2 separate regions of the Rattus norvegicus genome follow, and region 1 is linked to region 2. Evidence: chromatin contacts called from public Hi-C data. All regions are on one chromosome and are shown on one strand. The core of a region is the stretch at or near the end of the contact, and the rest is flanking DNA. Distances in the headings are between cores, read along the strand shown. Region 1 has its middle 240 kb from the start of Reep3. Region 2 holds the start of Reep3 (receptor accessory protein 3).

Evidence for each region. A called contact is a pair of places that touch in the nucleus more often than the background predicts.
Region 1: a Hi-C map of the A7r5 cell line shows a contact between it and region 2, with 2.1 times the contacts expected there. The contact joins the enhancer-like site here to the promoter of Reep3 in region 2. A contact is called at or near these places in 2 of 12 Hi-C or Micro-C datasets (the A7r5 cell line and Schwann cells).

What each region holds. Positions count from the first base shown.
Region 1 is chr20:21,727,097-21,731,792 of GRCr8, forward strand. No RefSeq gene overlaps it. Among named protein-coding and RNA genes, the nearest start is that of Reep3, 240 kb to the left of the region's middle. Within about 2 kb of position 2,970, at least 9 of the 93 cell types and tissues checked have an H3K27ac peak or open chromatin away from gene starts, as enhancers often do. A contact at or near this core is called in the A7r5 cell line, where this site is marked.
Region 2 is chr20:21,489,132-21,494,013 of GRCr8, forward strand. Reep3 (receptor accessory protein 3) reads left to right here and starts at 3,564. Exons shown (of 8, transcript NM_001106386.2): 1 at 3,564-3,712. The coding sequence starts at 3,681. It also overlaps a transcript of Jmjd1c not described here.

The DNA.
Region 1 (4,696 bases), core at 1,720-4,219, 240 kb after region 2:
GGAGAGGGTGGGGGAGAAGGAGGAGGGAGAGGAGGAGGAGGGAGAGGAGGAGGAGGGAGAGGAGGAGGAGGGAGAGGAGGAGGAGGGAGAGGAGGAGGAGGGAGAGGAGGAGGAGGAGGAGGAGGAGGAGGAGGAGGAGACCACAGGCTACTCTTTCAGAGAACCATGGTCTGATTCTTACACACTCGTGGCAGCTCACTGCCATCTGCAAGTCCATCTTAGGGGTTTCCGCACCCTCTTCTGTCCTCTGTGGGCACTGGATACATGAAGGCAAAATACCCACACACATAAAATAAAAATAGATAAATATTTTTAAAAATTTACAACCCCACGAAATATTAATTTGCTTGTCTCCCAACATCTAATAATGCTATGGGAAGTCTGATACTGGTGAGAATTTTTTTCATAGAAACCTGCATAATTCCTTTGATTTTTTTTTTTTTAAAATTTGCAGAGTGTTTGAGTGGTGTGTGTGTGTGTGTGTGTGTGTGTGTATGTGTATGTATGTATGTATGTATGTATGTATGTATGTATAGATAGGACCTTACTATGTAACCCCAGAACATCCATGAACTTACCATGTAGCCCAGGCTGGCATCCAATTTGCCATCTTCCTGCCTCAGCCTCCCCAGTGCTGGGCACACAGATGAGTGTCCCTGTGCCCGGCCCTGATTTTGCAGGTCTTGTCGTGCAGGTGTGGTCTTAGTGGTGCATGCATGGAGCCTCCAAATCTCGTCTTTGCTCTCAGGACTTTCGCTTTTGAATTTTCACTCTGTATCTGGGGAAACAGTCTTGGCTATGTCTTTTAGATCATCACGTGTATTGTTTTTATTAACTTTTAAATTATATTGTGTGTGTGTGTGTGTGTGTGTGTGTGTGTGTGTGTGTGTGTGTGAGTGATGACCTGTGTTTGCAGGTCAGAATTCAACTTGCAGGAGTCAATTCTCTCTTTCATCAGGTTGGTCCAGGGTATCAAACTCATGTTGTCAGGCTTGGCTGCAAGCACCTGTATCCGTGAACCAACTTGATGGTCTCTCAGATACATGTTTTTTTAAGATTTTATTTTTAAATGTATATGTCTGTGTGTGTATGAATGTATGCGTGTATGTTTGTATGTATGTATGCCACATGTGTGAGTGTTGACAGAGACCAGAGGGGGTATCAGATCACCTGGTACTGGAGTTAAAGGTGACTGTGGGTCACCTGCCTAATGTAGGTGCTGGGAACTGAACTCAGGTCCTCTGTTAGAGCAGTCAGTGCTGTTAACCACTCGAGCCATCTCTCCAGACCTTAAGTATATTTGTTTGCTTGCTTTTGCTCTTTTGAGACAAGGTTTCTCTGAGAAGTCCTGGCTATCCTGGAATTCACTCTTGTAGACCAGGCTGGTCTTGAACCCAGAGATCTGCCTGCTTCTGCCTCCCAAGTGCCTTCTGAGTTCACCACTAGTTACTACATTCAGTTTCAAGTATATTCTCTACATATTTTTTTCTCTTTTTTCTTTTTTTCGGAGCTGGGGACCGAACCCAGGGTCTTGTGCTTGCTAGGCAAGCGCCCTACCGCTGAGCTAAATCCCCAACTCCTCAAGTATATTCTCAACAGAGCAGATTGACTTTAATTCCTTTGCTGGGATTCTGTTCTCTAATCATTACCTTTTCAGAGAAGCCCCTGAGTGTGTGTGCATGAGTGTGTCCATGTTTATGCATTGGAGTGTACGATCGCCTGGATCTGTTTCCTCTGCTCTCTCTGGATATCCACGAGCTTTAAAACAAAACCTTCTGTTCCTTACTACTTCTGCGATTCCTCACTGCTTCTGTCTCTGAGTTTATCGTCGGCTCATTCTGATCTTTGGTTTTCCTCTTTTCAGTCTTTGTCTGTTTCCAGCTACAGCACACACTCCCTGGCCCTAATCTCTTACTGCACCTAGATAGCAGCTTTTTAGACAGCTCTCTGCATCCTCCGGGGAGCGGATGGCTGCGTGGCACTGCCCTGAACTCTGAATGTCACAGAGAAGACCTATGACCATCTGTACTACGGGTTATGTTAGCTGAGGTTCCTTGTTAGGAGTTGGGGTTGGTCTGTGTCCATGGTAAGCATAAATGTTAGTTTCCATTCATGAGGAATAACAACACCTCACCAGTCATGCGTCTATCGATGTAGACTCGACTTATTCCTTCCGCCCTACCCCAAACAACTCAGAAAGGTAGGTCCTGCTCTTCCAGTTTACAAAGGAAGATCATCGCCAAGTCAGGAGGAGCCTTGTAAAGTTACCCAGTCAGGATATTCCAACATACTATCTGAAGCTAACACTTTTTTTGGGGGGGGGGAGCTTTCCAAGCCATTCATTCCGAAGGCCTTTCCTCTCCGCCTAGACAATAGACGAAGAACTATTGCCACATTTCAAAGAGCATCGGTTCTTCAAAAATGTCTTCTCAGCTATGCAAACAGTATTTGCAAAAGCAGAATCATCCCTCATGCCCGATACTATTTTAAGAGACGAGGACCTGTTGTTTATTGAGAGAAAAGCTGGTGCAGAATTTTGAGGGACTCTGTTGGAAATAGACGGATTCGTAAATTGTAGGCAGAGGAAGGAGTCTTGTCTTAAAAAAAAAAGATTGAATTTTGCCTATCTTAAGGGAAAACAATCTGTACTTGATTAATAGAGTGCATGATGTTTCACTGACAGTAAAACTTAAGTGACTTGGGTAGCAAAGGATATCTTTTAAATTCTGCGAGAGCGGGAGTGGCGGTTGTAGCTCGGTTGGTAGATTGCTTGCTGAGCATGCGCAAAGCCCTGGGTTCTACCCCAGCGCCACATAAGCAAGCGTTGTGGTGAAGCCAGTCATCCAAACACTTGAACACTTTGGAGGTGAAGGCAGGAGGATTAGAAATTCAGGGCCACTCTTGGAAGCTATCCCACAACACACGAGCCCTTGTCTCAAAGAGAAAACAGTAAAATTGCATGTGAGTTAATTATTTACTACAATGTCGGGGTCAAGGGACAGAGTTCTAGGAATCATGAAACTCAGGTGTATTGGAGAATTGAGGAACGTGAATATTAGCTGGCATTTGAGACAGACACCTAGCATTGTGTAAAAAGCAAAACCAACCAAACGAGCAAAAGCAAAAATGCGCTGTAGAAATAAGGGGAGAAGTGATAACACAGGCGTTAGATGGATTGTCTTGTTCCTTCCACAGTCCGTGGAAGTTTCCGTCTGAGCATCTGAGGTCCGCACTCTCGAACCCGCAGAAGCTTCACTCTGAAGATTTGACTTTGCTCTTCCTTTTTCTGTGTTCCCTAATCCATTCCTTCCGTATACGCCCTTCTCTGAAGCGTTTACTAAATTTGGTTCGCGCGCCCCCTACTGGCAGACTTGATTATTATTTTCAACTGCGTTTGGTGATTTTCAGCATTGCCCAAACTAAGTACCAAAAAAACTTTCTTTCATTTGACACGCTGTTCAGTCAGCCAGAGGCTGGAAAAGAAAAGATTTCCACTAACAAGCTACTCAACTTGCAAAAAAAGCCCCCCAAACAAACAAACAAACCAAAACCCCAAACCAAAAAACAAACAAAAAAAACTTCCCCAAGACGACGATTTCCCGTATATGGGTTTGCTTGGTAATTGATAACAACGCAATGAGGACAAATTAAAATGCACACCCAGCAAAGCTGTTTTTTTTTATTATTTTATTTAATTAACTGCTCTGTCTCCTTGAATAAATGACCTCTCTTACTGCTTTCAAGATTTTTTGTTCGTTTGTTTAAGGTGCTTGGTGCAAATTTTAAAATAGACTAAAAAAAAAAAACCCAAATATGTTAAAATTTATTTCACAGCCTCCTCCTAGCCGGTCCTCAGATGTTAGCCTGTAGACGCACATGACAATGACTAAGACATCATTATCGGTGTAGGGGAGCCGGGAGGAAGTGGTTTCTCCATTTTTCTCCACACCGTTTGAGTAGGTCACGAGTTGGTGTGTGGACACCCATTCTCCTTTTGCGCCTGTCCTGGCAGAAACGAAGGCAATCTGAAGAAACACTTGGGAGCGCCCCCCCCCCCCCTTTTGGCTACCAGATTATTGAATCAATGCTCTCCAAGAAACTGGAATTTCCCCAGAAGTCTCATCTGTGAAAAGGTAAGAGGGGCTGCCAGCCCTGTGCCTCTCAGAGGAGGGTTTGTCTTCCTGAAAGAGATTTAACACAGTTTTTTAAAAATTTCCTTTTGATGATGATTTCTTTTTTTTTTTTTTAATTTTTCATGTGCTTTGATTGCATTTGTGTTTGAGTGTATCAGATCCCCTGGATCTGGAGTAATAGACAATTGTGAGCTGCCATGTGGTTGCTGGGAATTGAACCAGGAACCTCTGGAAGAGCAGCCAGTGCTTATAACCTCTGAGCTATCTCTGCAGCCCCAAGATTTAACTCGGTTTGAGAGCTCATCAGACCACTTCTCGGGAGAGACTGGATCTGAGCTGACAGTGTCCTGGACCATGCCTTGACTAGTATTGCTTACCTCCAGCCCCTAATTTAAACAAACCTGGCTAGGACCTGTTTATTGCTGTCGCTTTTACAGTCAGAAGTGGGAATTGCTTGATTCTTTGTCCCGCTCTGTGCCATTTGAACTAAGGGGACTGTTACCATCAGGGGTGAGTATCAGGCGCTGGGGAAGTGGCTTAGGCAGCAAGCATGGTGACCTGAG
Region 2 (4,882 bases), core at 2,314-4,813:
TATTTTCAATTATTTAAAAATACTTCCCTATTAGGAATGGGAAGGTGACCCAGTATTCAGTCTCATTAACATATTCATTAATAATTACAGGACTTTCGATACTATCTCTGCACCCTGTAATTCTGCTCTGCGCCCAGGGCTCCCGGGGCCTCAGGTACTTTCCAGCTCTCGGTTGATTTTCGAATAAGCGAGCTCCTTTAACATGCAAAGAGATGTGAATTCCACTATCTCCTAGGACAACTAAAGGAGGATGTGGCAGTGAGAGTGGGAGACTTTTAAGAGTCTTAAAGCCCTTTACATTTGATCACCATCCATTAACATATTCATTCAAAACAAAACTAGCAGTGACTCACCATTCACCGAGTTACTACTAAAAGAGGTCTCCAGAGAAAACGCCCTGGGGCCTACATACACGGCTTCCCACCAAGACTGAGCTCAGTCTCCACACAACAGTGTCCAGGCACAGCACCAGGAAGGATGCGCTCCACACACAACATGCTAGAGCTAAAATCTTTAAAAAAAAAAAAAAAAAAGCTTTAAGTGTATCCTAGCTTCTCTGTGGAAAGGTAGCAGGAAAGCCAAGTAAGACATTATACAAGCTACTCAGAGCTAGAGAAGGCTCAGTGGTTAAACATGCCTGCTGCTCGACCGTGAAGGCCAGAGTTCCAACCCCAGCATCCCCACTCCACTCACCCACATCGTGGCCCGGCCCCATAAGCTGGACTTGGTTACCCACGGTCTTATAATAACCCCAGTGCATGGGGTGAGGGGCAGAGAAGGGAGGATCCATTGGGTTTGCAGGGGACCAGCCTAGTTGAAAACATGAATTCTCCAAGGTCACAGTAACCCTACCTCAAAGGAATAAAGCAGAGAGCAACAAGATAGGATGCCTGACACCCTCTGGCCTTCATTTCATTTGGTGCAAGCAGCACAGGTTCGTGGGAGAGGTTCGTGCACATGTGCACCCGCACGCACACACAGCTGGGCAGAAGACACCATATTCCCTTTTCTCACATAGGACTAAAGCATGTATCTAATGGCCATCAATTAGCAGATCTCAAGTATCTGAGGTCCAGCAACCACCAGCAAGCAGCCACCTCTAAAAGCTGGGCGCTTTCCCACAAGAGGCTCCTCCTTGGATGGACTGACTCTTATTTAGGTCAATAGATCTCAGCCATATCAACTTCCACCTGGTCCTTCAGTAACACACTGCCGCTCTGAAATGAAATAAATAACTCCTGGGACAGGCAGCTTCAAACAAATCATCTAAATGATAAAACGGTAAGTGGAAAGGAGAATGAAAAAAAAAAGTTATAAAAAGGCCTGCCAACATATGAATGATGGGAACAAAATGATTAGTAACGGGACGTGACTGCATTGCAAACCTGGGAATGACTGGACGTGGCAAAACTGTCAGCAATTTCCACTCAAGTTGTGAGCACAACCTTCCCTTAATTTACACAACAGGGGTGTGCAGAAACAGACAAGAAACTCCAGTCTTGGTTAAAACTCTGACTTTATAAAGTGGAAATTCAGGCTCAGATAATTACAAATATTACAGGAATGCCAAGCACGCTACTCCTAAGCCAGGAAGAACACAGGACGAGTCTTTGTTCAGGATGTCCCACACACAGCAGAGTGCACAGCATCCCCAAACCCATCAACACCTGCTAGTGGTTAATGCCAATCACAACCACTAAGAAAAGAGAAAAGCTTGCTAATTTTCCCCTAGAGAGCAATCCCCCTGGACCAACTACCTCCCACCCAACTCTGGTCTTAGTCACGGTACTGGAGTTCAGCTCTATTACCCATGAACTATGCGATCACTGGCTAAAGAGTTAAGTTCTCTAAACCTCCGTTTCCATGGTACCAAAGAGAATCAACACTCCTGGGCTGTCTGGGGCGGCAGGATGACTCAACAACACTGTAGCAACACAGGGTAGGTGGTTTACAACCCAAGGCTTTTCGAAATAGGAACAAGGGGGCCGTGTCCTGCAAACAATAACAAGAACCATCACGGCAAAAGAAGGAGAAGACACTAAATGCCGGAGAGTGAGAGGAGTCCAGAAACTTAAAAAATAATTTGGGGGGGGGGGCGCGAAAATGTATATAATTGTTGGGGGAGGGGGAATTAAGGGGTCAGAAAGGTAGAGAATGTGGAATAAAAAAAAAGATGAACTTCCGTCAAAGGCATGATTTTACAGCTTGGTTCAGGAAAGAAAGAAGGGGAAGGTATATGAAGGGTGAGAACGGAAGGGCTGTAAAATAAAGACATTATAGGACCTCTGCCCATGGAAGGACATGGAAGGCATGTGCCAGAAAAAAAAAGTGCTTAGACGGTAAACATAACTTCCCAATAACGCTGAATAATGGTCAAACTAAATACCTCAAACTATCGCTCCAGCCCATGAAATAAACGCGTTCTTATTTCGAATAAGCAAAAGGAATCAAAGAGCAGAAGGCAGCTCGAGCTTCTTCCTGGTTCTGTGGAAGGAAATCCGGCAGGCCTCGGCCTCCAAAGTGCTGGGATCACAAGAGATCACCCCCATGCCTCGCCTGCTGCGTTCTCTAATGACCAAAATTCTTAATGTATAGGCCTCCTGGACTAAAAGGAACTCACAGTAACCTATTCTGGTCCCTTGATACCATCCCAGGCAAATCCGAGTCCTTCCTAAACACATTAATTAGCAATACCTTACATCATCCTTGAAAAGCAGGAGGTAAGCTAGAGTATTATTAGCCTCTTTTTATTATGGGGAAACTGGGGAACAAAAAGATTAAATTACAGTATGTCCCAGAATGAGCCATCATATTTTCTAGTACTTTAATTAAAGGCTCCAAGCCCCGCATTACAGACATTATTCTTCCTAGCTTAGAGAACTTTTACTATTGCTTCCACCAGGGGACCAAGGGGAGAAACACCTACAGTAACTTAAAGGTCATTCTCCCAATCCAGCACTTCTCACGCCAAAATTTAAATTTTTGGACAGTGGAAGAGGTAACACCACACACACACACACACACACACACACACACACACACACAGAGAGAGGACAGAAAAATTAAGGACACTTGTAAACAACAGCACGGGTCGGAAATCCTGGGTCCACGTTTTAGGCTGTGGCAGGCAATTCAGGAGTTGGCTGATGCTGATGGAAAAGGTACCCCAGGGAGCCCAGAGCAGCCTCGCCATCCCTGCAAACCCATCACTCCAAACGTGACCCCCGACGCTCTCCCTTGGCCCCTGCATTGCACCACGAGCCTCGCGGTGCCAACCCGGGCCTGTGGTAGGCCCTGACTACCCAGCCTCGGTGTGCACCGGAGCCGCACCTAGCCAGACACTTCCCAATCCCGGCTCCCCCAACCCCGGCCTCGGCTCCCACGCGCTCTCACCGCCCGCCCGGCGTCCCCCGGCCCGGGGAAGCGAGGTGACCGCGCAGGTCGGTGGAGCGCAGCGCCCGCCGGGGTCCCGTAGCCGCCGCCTATCAGCGGAGCGCAGGGGCGGGGCCGGCAGGGCCGGCGGGGCCGCGGGCGGGGGCGGACGGGCGGGGGACCGGGCTCCGGGCGGCTCCGGGCACCGCGCGCACACACCGGGCCGGCTCCCGAGGGCGCCAGCGCGGCCCCGGGGAGCGCGAGCTAGGAGCGCGCGGCCTGCGGTCAGCGGCCCAGCGGCCGAAAAGATGGTGTCCTGGATGATCTCCCGAGCCGTGGTGTAAGTACGGGCGGGGAAGGCGCTCGGGGCCCGGTTGCCGGGGCCGAGCTCACGGGCCGCGGCCTGCTCACCCGTGTCCGAGTCGCTGCGGGGCTCCGGGGCGGCGGTGTTGGGAACAGCAGAGCGCGGGCGGGCAGACTGCCTGGCGGGCGGATGGCGGGCTCTGCTCCGTGGAGCCGCTCCCCGACGCGCGGCGGGCTCTGCTCCGCTTCTCCTCGGCCTCCCCTCCGCTCCTCGGCTGCTCTCCTCGGCTCCTCGGCTCCTCCGCTGCCCGGCGCTGCGCGCGGCGGGCTCTGCTCGGCTCCGCGGCGCGCTCCCGGCTGCGGCTCCCGCTCCCGCTCCCGCGGCCCGCGCTGCGCGGCACCGCCCTGCGCAGGCTCCGCCGACGCTGAGCGCGGGAGGCCGGCGGGGCTCCGGATGCGCCCGAGCCTTTGTCACCAGGTCTACCGCGTTGCGGTGTCTGTCCGCGGCGCACGCCGCTTGGTCACGTGTAGGAGGAGGAGGAGGAGAGATCCGTGTCAGAGCCCAGGCTGCAGAGTCGTGCTCAGGGGTCCCGAGGTGACCCGCGAAGGAGCTTGCTCTAGAAAGGTCGGCCAAACCCTGACCAGGAGGGCCCTGTGTGGGAAGAAATGTTTGCGACGCGGAAGGCGCAGGTGCTAGTCCCTTTTGTTCGGGTCATCTCATCTATTCATTGATTGTGATACAAACGAGAGCTGCGGATGCGAAGAGGGGGAAAAAGTTGAGTTGTTTATAATCTGCAAAGGTATTTGGATACAAGTTAAACCGGTTCTCTTCCCATCTTCCACCTTACCCTGTGTGCTCTAAAGCAAAGCCACCAAATAAAGGCCAGTAAATTAGGTGGAGCCTGGGGACGGGGATTCATTATTCATGTAGCAGTAATGTCATCTGAGTACCTTAATGAAATGTTTATATGAGGTTAACAGGCCTCGCTGATTAGCTTATAATTTGTAGGGAGAAAGTTACATTACTTGGGTAGTATTATTATTATTATCATTATTATTTCACTATGGAGAAGGAGCTAAATTTTCTAACTTACTTTTATTTCATTTGGAAGTGAACTAGGTTACCTAATTTGCAATGCATTCAAAACTCGACCTTTCATAAAATGTCCTTTGAAGCCTCCTAACTTCTTGTGTTCATCTTAAAACC